Regions from separate parts of the Zea mays genome. Here region 1 is linked to region 2. The links are chromatin contacts, called in public Hi-C maps. All regions are on one chromosome and are shown on one strand. The core of a region is the stretch at or near the end of the contact, and the rest is flanking DNA. Distances in the headings are between cores, read along the strand shown. Region 1 holds the start of LOC118476099 (arabinogalactan protein 1-like). Region 2 holds the start of LOC100194223.

Region 1 (2,700 bases), core at 128-2,627, 140 kb before region 2:
AATAACAAGTTTGTTGTTCGTTTATAAAATAAAATGACAATATGCACTATGTTTGGTCGGGTTTAAAAAACCCACGGGTTCACGGGTTTGGGTACTACAGGAACAAACCCATACCCATAAACCCGTCGGGTATAGATTTATATCCATTAACAAATTCATGGGTATGAAAATTGACCCAAACCCGTACCCTAATGGGGTAAAAACCCACCGGGTTTCGGGTACCCATTGCCATCTCTACTCTGTGTTATGTTTAGAGATGGCAACGGGTACAAACCCGCTGGGTTTTGTCGTCCCAAACCCGTACCCGTGAAAAATATCGATGCCCATTAAAAAACCCGTATCCATGACGGGTTTGAGATTTTGCCCAAACCCGTACCCATCGGGTTAGCGGGTACCCATGGGTTACCCGCGGGTTTCATCTCCAATATACTTGTTCTTCTCATAATCAATAAGTATCATAATGATTAATGATATCATGATCTAAAATCTATGTAATGAACAACGAGTTCATGATTTGATATAAAAATTATAAGTAGAGAGAATGAAATACAAATAATAAGTTGTATAATTAAGTGACCTTGCACTAAGTTATCCATCCACCACATATATAGCGCTATTAAAAACTATAATAGCAAGCAAGCAACACTCTCACCGACTACTGATACATTCACCAATTGATAAAAATTATGAAGTAAATAAGGAATAAAAAGTTTGTTGTTCGTTTATAAAATAAAATGACAATATGCACTATGTTTGGTCGGGTTTAAAAAACCTACAGGTTCACGGGTTTGGGTATTACAGGAACAAACCCGTACCCATAAACCCGTCGGGTATAGATTTATACCCATTAACAAACCCATGGGTATGAAAATTGACCCAAATTCGTACCCTAATGGGGTAAAAACCCACCGGGTTTCGGGTACCCATTGCCATCTCTAGTTATGTTGCGCAGTGTAGTCGCTGACGGGACTGGCAGGCAGTCCGCGGCGCTTGGAAGGTTCGGTTTCGGCCTGCAATAGCTCCACCAGCTGCAGTAAAGCTGGCACGCGGCCCAGTGTCTCGCACGGCCCAATAAACGGTTGCCATCTCCCAGGACCAGAGTCAGCCAAACAAACACAAGAGTCCTCCTCGTGAAGTCAACCGGCCCGGCCGAGAGCCCGCACACCTTTGCCATCAGCGCACGCCGTGCCAGCTACGGCGGACGGGCGGCTCTGCAGTCGGGCTCGGGCGCATAGCACACGGCACGGCACGGCACGGCATGACCGACAAACGGCATCCCATTTTACCGTGGCAGATCCTGCGCCTCTCCGCTGATGCAGCCCCCCCGCCCGGCAGCCTTTATTAGCCCCCCTCCTTCCATCTGCCGATCTGCGAGCGCTGCTGCAGATGCACTACAAAACCTTCCAAATTCCATCTGCAAAGCGCCGAGCCGCGCACCCAACCCGCCCGAACGGACGGAAAGCAGCCAGGCAGGCGTTGACACGCAGAAACCCCGCAAAACCCAGCCATTTCCTCCCTCCCTCCCTCCCGCACGCCAGACCAGATCCAGACGAAACGAGACGGAGCCCTCGCACGCCTCCCCAGGCGCGCCCTCACTTATTACTAGTCCACACAAGCGTGCCGGTGCTGGCCGCCGCATCGGTTCCCCCCTTCCAGCGTCTCTCGGTCTCGGGTCCGTGCGTCGGGGCGGGATAGGAAGGATGGAGGGGCGCGTGCTGCGGCGCAGCGTGACGCTGGCGGACCAGCTCGCCGCGGTTGCGCCGGCGCCGGCGCCGCTGCCGCCGCCCGGGGCCGCCGGGTCCTGCAACCTCCGCGACCTGCTGAAGCTCCGAGACGAGGACGACCTGGCGTCGGCCGGGCGCCGGGCCGCCGTCACGCTCGCCTCCGCCATGGCCGCCGAGAGGCAGGTCCAGGTCCCGGCGGCGTCCCCGTCCCCGTCCCCGTCGCCGTCGTCCCCCGCCGCCGCGACGCGCACCCTCCTCGACATAATCCGCGACGACCAGCCTCCCGCCGCCGGGGCCGGGGACCCGCTCGTCCGCCGCGCCGTGTCGCTACCACCCCCGACCACGGCCTCCCCGCCGGCGCCGGCGCCCGCCGCCGAGGCCGCCCCTCCCCCGTCTCCGCCCCCTGCGGCGGCGGATGAGCACGAGCAGGAGCAGGAGCAGGAGCAGAGGGTCTCCCTGATGGCGCTCCTGGAGCAGACGGACCGGCAGTGGAGCGCCGTCCCAGGCGCCGCGGCGCAGGCAGAAGAAGATGAGGACTCGGCGGCGGCTGCGGCGGGCAGGGGCGTGGTCGCCGGGTGCTGCTGCGTGTGCATGGCCCGGGCCAAGGGCGCCGCCTTCATCCCCTGCGGCCACACCTTCTGCCGCGGCTGCGCCCGCGAGCTCCTGGGCGGGCGCGGCCGCTGCCCGCTCTGCAACGCCGCCATCGTCGACGTGCTCGACATCTTCTGACCGGGGGGGGAGCCCGTGCCGTAGAGATAGATAGATCTCCCGAATCTCTCGGGCCCCTTTCCTCTTTCGCGTGCTCCCGCTGTGAAAAAAGATCACAACATGTTCGGCTTTGGAAAAAATCAACATTTCATTTCCATGGTGCACATTTTTCTCTTGCTGCAATTTCTTTCTTACTACTAGTTCTTGGAACACGATCTGTGGACGAAGACGATTAGACGAACGAACCGAGATCAGAGTCAAAAGTGAG
Region 2 (2,855 bases), core at 323-2,822:
TGCTGGGAGAAGACCGGCGGTAGAGTGTGTGGCAGACGTGGTTGTGCGCCCAGGCGGCGGCGGCGCAGCCCTGGGAGCAGTCGGGCGGCCAAAGGGAGCAGCCGACCGGCCGAAGGGAGCAGCTGAGGCAGGGGCGTCCGTGGCGGTCCGGCCAAAGGGAGCAGCCGGTCGGCCAAAGGGAGCAGCCGACCGGCCGAAGGGAGCAGCAGGGACAGGGGCGTCCGCGGCGGTCCAGCCTCGGGGGCAGCGCGGAGCCCGACGACCAGGTGGCTGCTCCGGGCGTGGCCTGGTGGCGACGCCTAGGGGGAGGCGCGTCCCGGCCGTCGATGGGGGGCAAGCGGCGTCGGCGCACAGGCGAATTCGGGGCAGGGCACGACTGGCCTCACACGGAGGAGGCAGGCGGGTGGATCCCATGGACCCGCGGGTGGATCCCATGGACCCGGACGGCGGCCGGCCGGAGGGGCGAAGGTGGGGAAGGAGAGGAGAGAGAGTGAGGCGGAGGGGTGGCCGACGGCGGGACTGGGTGTCAACGGCTGGAAGGGAGGTGGGAGGGAGAGAAAGAAAAGCCTCTGGTACCAAGTTGGAGAATGGAAAACCCTAACCCTAGGATAGAGTTGGGTGATGTATTAATAGACTTGGGATAGTTGGGCCAGGCCCATTACAAGGGGCCGAGAGAGGAATTACAAAGGGGAAGCCCCAAACCCTAATAGGTATTCTAACACCTCCAATGAGCAAAGGCAGCAAGGACCTACTTTTTCTCTCCCTGTGTCCCTGCTCCAAGATCTATACTGCAGGACGTAGGGTGTGTTTCGGCAATCTACAACCGGAACCTCCTATTAGTTTCATTAGTTTTTTTTTTTGTTTTAGGCTTGTTGCATGCAATACGCAGCCACCATGCTTGTACCAGAATACATGCTTATATCAGGTACATGTTATTGTCACTTGGCTAGTTGTTAGTCAATTAGCCAAACACAACTGTATAATAGTTCATTGCTAGAATGTAAGCACCTATTAGCCAAACACAACAGCAACAGTACTACAAGCATCTATATCCGCCGATTCACACAATCAACCACAAGCATTGCATACACTAACTACCGACCGGATCCCGTATACAAACAACACAACTGGCGACGGACGACGGTAATAAGCCTTTGCAAGCAAGCCTTAAAAGCACCGGCAACACGAACCGTTCGATTCGAAGCCCCTAAACAACATTTCCGCGGCCGCCACGCTCTGGCTATCGATCCATCCCAGAACCCGCGACCATGTAGCACCAACAAGCGCGGGAGCGGCGAGAGCGGGCAACGATTTTGAACCGAAACGAGCTCGAAGGCGTACCTTTTTGCGTCGTCGGACCGCGAGCGCGAGCCGCCGCCCGACCCGAGGCGGTCCATTACAGAGCGTTTCCTGCCCGAGGACCTGTCGGCGTACATCACTACTGCGGCGTCGGAGTCGGAGTAGGCGTCGGCGGCGAGGGCTTGGCAGCGCGCGCGCGTAGGGTTTCGTCGGCCAGAAGGGGAGGAGAGATACAAGGAGGTGGTGGGGAGAGGACAGAGGAGCGGTGGAGTCGTGGAGTCTGGAGAGAGAGAGAGAGAGAGAGAGCGAGAGCGATGGCACCGTAGTATGGGCCCTGTGCTTGAGCAGAATCAGCCCAATACTTAGATTTCTAGGCCTGGGCATTGGAAGTTTCGAAGACGTCAGGCCCATGCTTTGGCGTGATCCATGAACGTGATCCATTGGTATAGATGGCCAACAGGCCGGCCCGGCACGACCCGGCACGGGCACGAGCAAGCACGACCCATCAGCCAACGGGCCGACCTAGGTCTATGGGCCGTGTCTGGAGAGCCCACGTGCCTGGTCGTTGGTCCAGGCACGGTTCTCTGGGCCACTTTTCGTGCCGGACCAGCCCGCTAGGCACGTTCAAACAAACGGATTGTGCCAGCACCAGCCTGCCAAAGTTTCCAAACAGCAGAAAATATAGACAAATATAACCAAAGTTAAAAAAACAGTAGAAAATATAGACAAATATAATAAATGAGCTGTTTTGTGCAATGTTGCCTCATTAAAAACCTTTCTAGGTAAAACTCACCCTTGTGAGAAACCCTAGAAAGAAAAAAAAGTGCAGCCAGCTCAAAGTTTAGTCATTAAGTTTGTATCTGTTACAAATGTATATTACAATACAAAATGACTCTCCCACAATCACTCAATGACAAAGCAGTGAAAGCACTGATCAGATGACCACATCACAGTCTAAAAGACTAGAACTAAGTAGTGTCGGCGTTTCGACCCCGGGGGGTCCCTGGAACGATGAGTGAATTGTCGTCGCGTGTCCCAGCCCAGATGGGTCGGCGCGAGACGGAGCACGAAGGGGGGAAGAGAACAGGCAAAGGGGAAACCTGCGGCCTTCGTGTTGCCCTGCGCCCAGGTCGGGTGCGCTTGCAGTAGGGGGTTACAAGCGTCCGCGTGGGAGAGAGCGAGAGCCTTAGGCGTCAGTCCGTTCCCCCGCGCGGCCAACCTTCTCGTATGAGAGCCCTGGACCTTCCTTTTATAGGCGTAAGGAGAGGGTCCAGGTGTACAATGGGGGGTGTAGCAGTGTGCTAACGTGTCTAGCAGAGAGGAGATAGAGCCCTAAGTACATGCCGTTGTGGTAGTCGGAGAGGTTTTGACACCCTGTTCATGTGATGTCGTGGTCGTCGGAGGAGAGCTGGAGCCCTGCGGAAGGACAGCTGTCGGGGCTGTCGAGTCCTTGCTGACGTCTCCTTGCTTCCGTAAGGGGCTGAGAGCCACCGTCGTCATGGAGCACGCGGGGCGCCATCATTATTTGTTTTCCGGGGCGAGCCAGATGGGACGCC

Evidence for each region. Hi-C and Micro-C count contacts between places; a contact is called where the count stands out from the background.
Region 1: a Hi-C map of ear shows a contact between it and region 2, with 2.2 times the contacts expected there. The contact joins the promoter of LOC118476099 here to the promoter of LOC100194223 in region 2. A contact is called at or near these places in 7 of 25 Hi-C or Micro-C datasets (bundle sheath, ear, endosperm and 2 more) and 1 of 3 datasets of contacts at active chromatin or transcription factors (leaf).

What each region holds. Positions count from the first base shown.
Region 1 is chr1:197,503,839-197,506,538 of Zm-B73-REFERENCE-NAM-5.0, reverse strand. LOC118476099 (arabinogalactan protein 1-like) reads left to right here and starts at 1,377. Exons shown (of 1, transcript XM_035964213.1): 1 at 1,377-2,596. The coding sequence starts at 1,701. The coding sequence ends at 2,453.
Region 2 is chr1:197,367,683-197,370,537 of Zm-B73-REFERENCE-NAM-5.0, reverse strand. LOC100194223 reads right to left here and starts at 1,572. Exons shown (of 6, transcript NM_001139264.1): 1 at 1,342-1,572. The coding sequence starts at 1,436.